2 separate regions of the Mus musculus genome follow, and region 2 is linked to region 1. A link is a contact called in public Hi-C data. All regions are on one chromosome and are shown on one strand. The core of a region is the stretch at or near the end of the contact, and the rest is flanking DNA. Distances in the headings are between cores, read along the strand shown.

Evidence for each region. Hi-C and Micro-C count contacts between places; a contact is called where the count stands out from the background.
Region 2: a Hi-C map of bone marrow-derived macrophages shows a contact between it and region 1, with 30 read pairs. A contact is called at or near these places in 1 of 484 Hi-C or Micro-C datasets (bone marrow-derived macrophages) and 2 of 130 datasets of targeted methods (the HPC-7 cell line and kidney).

What each region holds. Positions count from the first base shown.
Region 1 is chr19:17,318,653-17,322,229 of GRCm38.p6, reverse strand. No RefSeq gene overlaps it. Among named protein-coding and RNA genes, the nearest start is that of Gcnt1, 36 kb to the left of the region's middle.
Region 2 is chr19:17,164,307-17,167,787 of GRCm38.p6, reverse strand. All of the region lies in intron 9 of Prune2 (prune homolog 2), which reads right to left. Among named protein-coding and RNA genes, the nearest start is that of Gcnt1, 190 kb to the left of the region's middle.

The DNA.
Region 1 (3,577 bases), core at 1,005-3,504:
TGTGTGTCTGCAAATGGAGGCCAGAGGCCAGGTATCTTCCTCTATCACCCCTTCCCTTGTTTTTTGAAAGAGTAGCTAGTGCTGGACCTGAAGCTAGCTGGTTTTGTTAGCCTTGCCTGCTAGCCCTATGTGTCTTCCTGTCTGCACCCAGCACTCCTGGGTTCCTGGTTTTTAACTGGATGCAAACTCAGGTCCTCTGGATGTGTGAGCAGAAGCAGCACTTGACCTGCCAAGCCCTGCCTAACCCTGGAAGGGTGTCTTATAGGCAGGAAGGAGAGAGGAGTTTAGGAGCTATTGAGAGAATAGTTCCTCTTTTAAGACTTGATGAAAACATAGGAAGACTGAGAAGTAGGTATCCCTACATAAAAAACATGAAAGTTTCAAGCACCCAGATCCAGGACAACCTGTGTTTACCTTACTCGTTAGTAATAGCAAGAGGACCAGGAAATGCAAGGGAATAGGGGTTTGCCTTAAACTGAGCCCTTCTGGGCTGGGCTTTCTGTTTCTAAGTGATTTAGCAAATTGCTGGATTTGCCAAGGAATGTGAGGGGGTGGTGGAACCTGCTGGAAAGACCAACATCAGGGTTGGAGGCCAGAAGAGGTGAGTAGGCCTATAGAAAAACTTGTAGTTCAAAAAGAGAGATTTGCACCTTGCCTCCAGGCTGTTGAGGTATAATTGACCAACGAAAATTATATGTGATTAAAGTATATAGCAGGATGTTTTGATAGATGCTCACACTGCTAAGTAGTTACCACAGTCAAGTTAATGAGTGTATTCATCACATTTCACAGTTGTCTTTGTATGTATGGCGAAAACACTGAAGATCTACTCTTAAGGGCCACTGAGAATTGACTTTCCCAAGTTAACCTCTGACCTCCAAATACTCAGTGACACAAACAACAAGCAATATAGTTTTTAAAAAGAGAAAAGTCTACTTTTAGTAAGTTTGAAGCACACGTATAGTAGTAAGCAGAGTTACTCTGTACTCGTGACTTGTACCTTAGACCTAAATCCCCTCTGGTTTTTGTTTGTATGGTTTTTGTTTTGTTTCATTTTCCTGCTCCTACAATCGACTCTCTATTATTTTCATGAGGCTGTCTTCACATTGTACTTGCAAAGAGGCTGGGAAATTGTTTGTCCTGTGTCTGGCTTCTTTCCCTTTGCGGAGTGTCCTCTGGCTTATCCACACTGCTGCCACAGCACACTTTCTCTCCTCTCCCCATCCTCCCCACCCAGGGATGAAGAGTGTCACCCTCACCTCATCCATTTACCTGGCCATACTTATAACTTGTGGAGCCCTAAGAAACCAAATATAGCTACCCGCCACTTTGACAGTACAATGAGAGAGAAGAATGGCCAAAAAGGAAGAGAAGAATGTATTCAGCATGGCCTGAGTGGGCAGTAACAGGGACCAGTGTCTTCTATATATTAATAAAGCTTCGGGATTTCCCATGGGAGGAAAGAGCAGTGAGACAGACTTTTGCACAGCCAAATAATCTTGGTTGAACAGTGTTCTGGTAAGTTATATGATTTCAGATCTTATTCTGGAGATTGGTCTAGCATTGGATAAGTCACTTTGTCTTGAGTAGGGCAATTCAGTTCTGATCCTGAGAGGATTGCTTCTGGCCGGGGGACACTTGTGTTTCTGCGAGCAAGTGCAAGCCTGCAGAGTTGCAACTGCTGGAGTTTAGGATTCGTTGGTAAGGACTCAGGGATACATCAGACTAGAAGGACAACCCTGGGATAGGGAATGGCTGCGTGCTCCTTTAAGTGGAGCAAAGGACAGTTTGAAAGGCCCTCACTCATTCACAGATCTCAACTGTGAATTACAGCAGGATAGACTTCAGTCTCTTTGATGGCTCCCCACCAATTGGGATTCTTCAGTTTTCAGGAATCCTATAATGCTGCTCTCTATATAATTGGGGTGTCGACTTGGACTCTTGCTAAACACATAGAAGAGCTCGCTCGCCTTCATCCAGGATGTTACCAACACTTATCATTTGGCTGGTGTTGGTAGTCACTTGTGACTTGTACTTCCTTGACAATTTGTGAAACCAAGCACCCTTTCAAGTATCCGTTGGTTATTAGTCTGTCTGCCCAAGCTTGCCCGTTCTTATTATTTCTTCTGTTTACTAAGTGGAGCTGAGCAAAAGCAAGCTAGCAGACAAGGAGGCATGCATGGTTCTCCCTCGCTCTTGACTGTGAGAGTGTGAGTTCCCAGCTTCCCTTCTCTGCAACAATGACATGGTCTGTGAAACTGTAAGCCACATAAGCCCTCATTTCCTTATGTTGCTCTTTGTAAGAGAGTTTGAGCACAATAACAGAAATGAAACTAGAAGAATAATAGTCAGGCGTGTTGGACTGTAGTTTTTTTTTTTTTTCTGTTGTTTCTTTGTTTGCTTTTTTAAAGCAGTGCTGGGGTTTAAGCCAAGGGCCTTATGCATTCCAGGTAAGCACCATGCCAGCTAAGCTATATCCCAGTTCTGTCTCGTTTTAAAAAAGTGAAAATAAAAATTAATATATGTGTATGTATGTATGTGTCTCGTTTCTTGACTCGGGGTCTCTTATGTACTATTGACTGCTTAAATCTCATTATGTAGACTAGACTGGCCTCAAACTCAGAGATCCACCTGCCTCTGCCTCCTGAGTGCTGGGAATAAAGGCACCAGTGTCCACTGAGCCTCAAGACTTTTGATGATTGATTCAATCTTTTTACTCAAATCATCTATTCAGACTTCCAGTTTCTTCATTACACAGTTTTTAATAGGCTGTATGTTTCTGAACTTTGTTCATTTCTTCTAGATTATCCAGTTTGCTGGTATGTAACTAATCATAGTAGTCTCCCATTTACTTTTGAGTTTCTGAGGTATTAGTAAATAGAAAAGTGTTAAATATATTCTTTTTCCAGGGTTGCCGGGACTTAAGATAGTGAGGCCAGAAAATTGCATGACCGAGACCAGCCTAGAATGAGTTCTAGGCCAGCCTCAGTTACATAGAGCCTATGTCAGAAAATTAAAATGAATAAAGAAATAAAATGTACTCCTCCCGCTGAAGGTTTCAACACCTCAGTCTATGGGATGAACTTGCAGACAGTCACCAAGGACACACAAAGTTCACTAAACACTTACAAAGCCTAGAGGGGTAAGATGGATGAACTGGGTGCCTATCTCACCAAAGGGTCCAGGGCTTGGGCTTCTAGACAAAGGGGCAAGGCTGAATGCTGTCTTGTTCTGCTGGTGAAGCCTCCTAGGTCACAGGCCTCTGTGGTCATCTGCTGGCCAGAGGGTAGACCTCTACTTTTTTGGGAGGTTATGTGAGACGATGAGGCCTGTGGCTGTCATTGTAAATCTCTCTTACAAAGGGTAGCTTTTGATAGAGCTTCTCCTGTGTCTGCAGAGACCTGCACTTCCTCTCACTATGAAATACGAGCCAGCTCTGCATGCCAAAGAAACGGGTTCTGGGTAAAATAATTAACTCTCTCCCACAGACAAACTTTCTGCTTTCAGGGCTCTTATGTTTAATTGTTTTTTTCATTTTAAGAGTCACTTAAAATCTTTTCAGTTCACCAATTACAGA
Region 2 (3,481 bases), core at 43-2,542, 150 kb after region 1:
GGCCCGTTCTCTTCCTATAAACATGGGCCTAATACCTCAGTCACATGGGCCAAGGTCGTGGTACTCCACCAGCCTTACCTTTTAAACTTATAAATTAGGGATGTACAACCTATCTTGCTCAGTTATTGAAAGGCGAAGCAATGAGAAGTAAAGGCCTCACATCCCTGAGAAGTCAGAACTGACAGTCTTTCCCTCCCTGCTGTTGAATATTTGAAGGTTCTTTGTCGCTATGTGTTAGTGAAAATGATCCTCCTGTCTCTGCTCAGAGCTGAGCCCAGCCCCTGTGTCACCTTCCTCTGCAAAAGAAAACTGGGAAAACAGAGAACTGGACAAATGTGTATGTTCTTCTAGGAAGCTGGTGGTTGTAAACCATGAATTTCCCTTCATTTTTATTCTCTGGACGTTGTTCAGTAAATGTTCACTTATCATGGTCTTATATCTCTCTTATTGGCTTCCATGACATTTTAATCCCTTATGGTAAATCTTCAGACGTAGGCATGAATCCAAGTTGACATAGGTCACCTTTTTATTCTACTTCTAAAATTAGGTCTCATCCCTTATCAATGAGCCTTTTCTCCATGCCAGTCTGGACCTACCAAACACTGAGAGTTTCATCAATTTCTGAAGGAGTCAGGCTAAGTCCACTGGTCATTGACAAATCACTGAGGTGACAAAAAAAAAGGTTCTCAGCCTCTGGTAATAGGGAGACTAGCTCTGTTTATTGAACAAATATGCACTGACGGTCTACTATGCGCTGAGACTAGAGTAGACCAGAACCCTTAACCTCTTCCTTGTGGAGATAGAAGGATGGAGTCGAACCAATGCACAGTGCTCCATATAGCTCTACAGTGGCCGATGTCTTCCCCAGCATCTCCATAGACCCTTCTAAAACACAGCACCAGCAAGTTTTAAACATACCCAAAGGCCCAAATGTAAAGGTCTGGTTTCCAGGCTATAGCACTCCTAGAAGGTGTAGAATCTATAGGAGGACAGGCCTACTAGCAAGAAGGTACGTCATTGGGAATAACATTGAAGAAATATTGGGACACTGCCTCAGGTCTCTGTTTCCTGGCTGTGATAGCTATGCTCTGTAACTCACTGCTGCCGTGATATTCCACCTCACCATAGGCTCAAATGCAGCATGACCCAACTATCATAGACTGAAACTTCTGACACGACAGTCAGTCAAATATAATTCCTTCCTCTTTTTAAGTTGATCATTCAACTGTCTTGTCAGCAACGGGAAGCTGACTAACATAGGGAGTGTCTCTTTACAAAATCTGTGGCTTTGAGTCGATGTGTTCCCTAAAACTGATGCTGCACCAGAGCTGAGGGACAGTGGGCAAAGCTGGGAGATACCGTTCTGTAGCAGAGTGCCTGTCTGGTATGTGAAAGGCCCTACATTCACTCTCTAGTTACACGTGAACACGTGCAGGCCAGGGGAGGGCACTCAGTGTCCTGCTCTGTTGGTCTCTTCCTTGTTCCTCTGAGATAGGGCTTCTCAGTGAACCTGGAGCTCATGAATGGCAATGAGTCTGGCAGCTGTGCAATCCTTCTGTCTTTACTCTGGGGGTGTGAGTGATAGCCCAGGTTTTTATGCAGGTACTGGAATGCAAACTCTAGTTTCCCTGCTTAACCAGCAAGCCCTCGGCCTGGCCTCCAGGCCCTGGTTTTGAAAATCCTCAGAGGCACAGATTCCTGATTTCTCAGGATAGTATAGTTTGTTCTATAACACACCCACACACTCATACACACACACACACACACACACACACACACACACACACACACACACACACACACACACACACATACACACACACTGTTGTCTCAATCCATCCGTGTGATTCTCCTTAGCATTAAATCTAGCTACCTGTCTTGTAGAAAAAGGCTGCTAAGAGCAGTTACAGTCAAAACTGAGATTAATCTGGGTGTGGTGGCACATGACTGTTATCTCGGCACTTGGGAGGTGGAGACAAGAGGACCAGTGCCAACTTCAGCTACATAAGGAGACTGGGACCAGGGCAGGTACATGAGACTATTTCTCAAGAACAAAAGAACAAAATTAAAACAAAGCAACTAAATTAAATCACTTCCTGTGTGCTACAACACATATCATTTCATCTTATCATTCTGTTTCCTCACCAGTAAGAGGAGAATGTGTCAATTCTTCAATATGCGTGATGACAGAAGCCACCACACCTATCATCAATGTACCAAATTTTGCTCTCCAACCTAAGCGTTTTCTCTATGTGAAGCCATCAAATCTATCTTAATCGCTGTTATATCTGCAGTACCCAGGAGGGTAAACACCTAGTAAATATTACACAGAAGACCCTGAACACATACACACAGTTTCTCTAGCCTTCGGTCCAAGAGTCAATCTTCAAATCAATGAATAAAGAGCCCCCAGATTCCTCCTGACCATCACACTGAGCTCACAACAGATGTCAGAAAGTCCACTTGACAGTGAACATGAATGTGCAGGCCCCCAACTCAAAACAGGTACGGGAGGGCTTTAAATGTGACAGAGTATCCACCTAAATTTTGTGGGGTTTATGAGTTCTGTGATTCACCAGTAAGACAATGAAGTAACTGCAGAAGTTCTGAATATGAGGTCAGGGTTGTGAGTTGTGGTTCCCTTAACCATTGATGGGCTGGTTGACTGAGAAAATGGGCTTCCAGTTTTAAGAGTTTTAAAGAGAGATGATAAATATTCAACATCCCAGGCTATGGGGAATAAACCCAACACAAACAAGACCTCCTAGAAAGAATAAAGCACAATGCACATGGACCTTCCTGTAAACAATAAAGCATTGTCTGAGTTTCAAGTGTCCTTACAGTTAAGAAATAACTGGGGGTAGCCACTAGAAAGTCGTAGATGCTAGGAAGGCAAGAGGCTCCCAGGACCCAACAGGGGTGACATTAGCTGGAATACCCAACAAAGGGGAGAGAGAACCTGTAGAGACCGTATCCATACATTAGACATGGCCCCCCATTGAGGGATGGGGCCACCCACCCATCTCCAAAATATTAACATAGAATTGTTCCTGTCTAAAGGAAATGTAGGGACAAAGAGTGGAGTAGAGACTGAAGAAAAGGCCATCCAGAGACTGCCTCACCTAGGGATCCATCCCATATACAGACACCAAACACAGACACTATTGCTGATGACAAGAAGCGCTTGCTGACAGGAGCCTGGTATGGCTGTCCCCTGAGAGGCTCTGCCAGAGCCTGACCAACACTGATGTGGATACTCACAGCCAACCATCAGACTGAGCACTGGGACCCCAGTGGAGGAGTTAGAGGAAGGACTGAAGGAGTTGAAGGGGTTTGCAACCCCATAAGAAGAACAACAATATCAACTAACTGAACAACCCAGAGCTCCCAGGGACTAAACCACCAACCAAAGAGTACACATGGAGGGACCCATTGCTCCAGCTGCTTATGTAGCAGAGGATTGCATTATCTGACATCAATA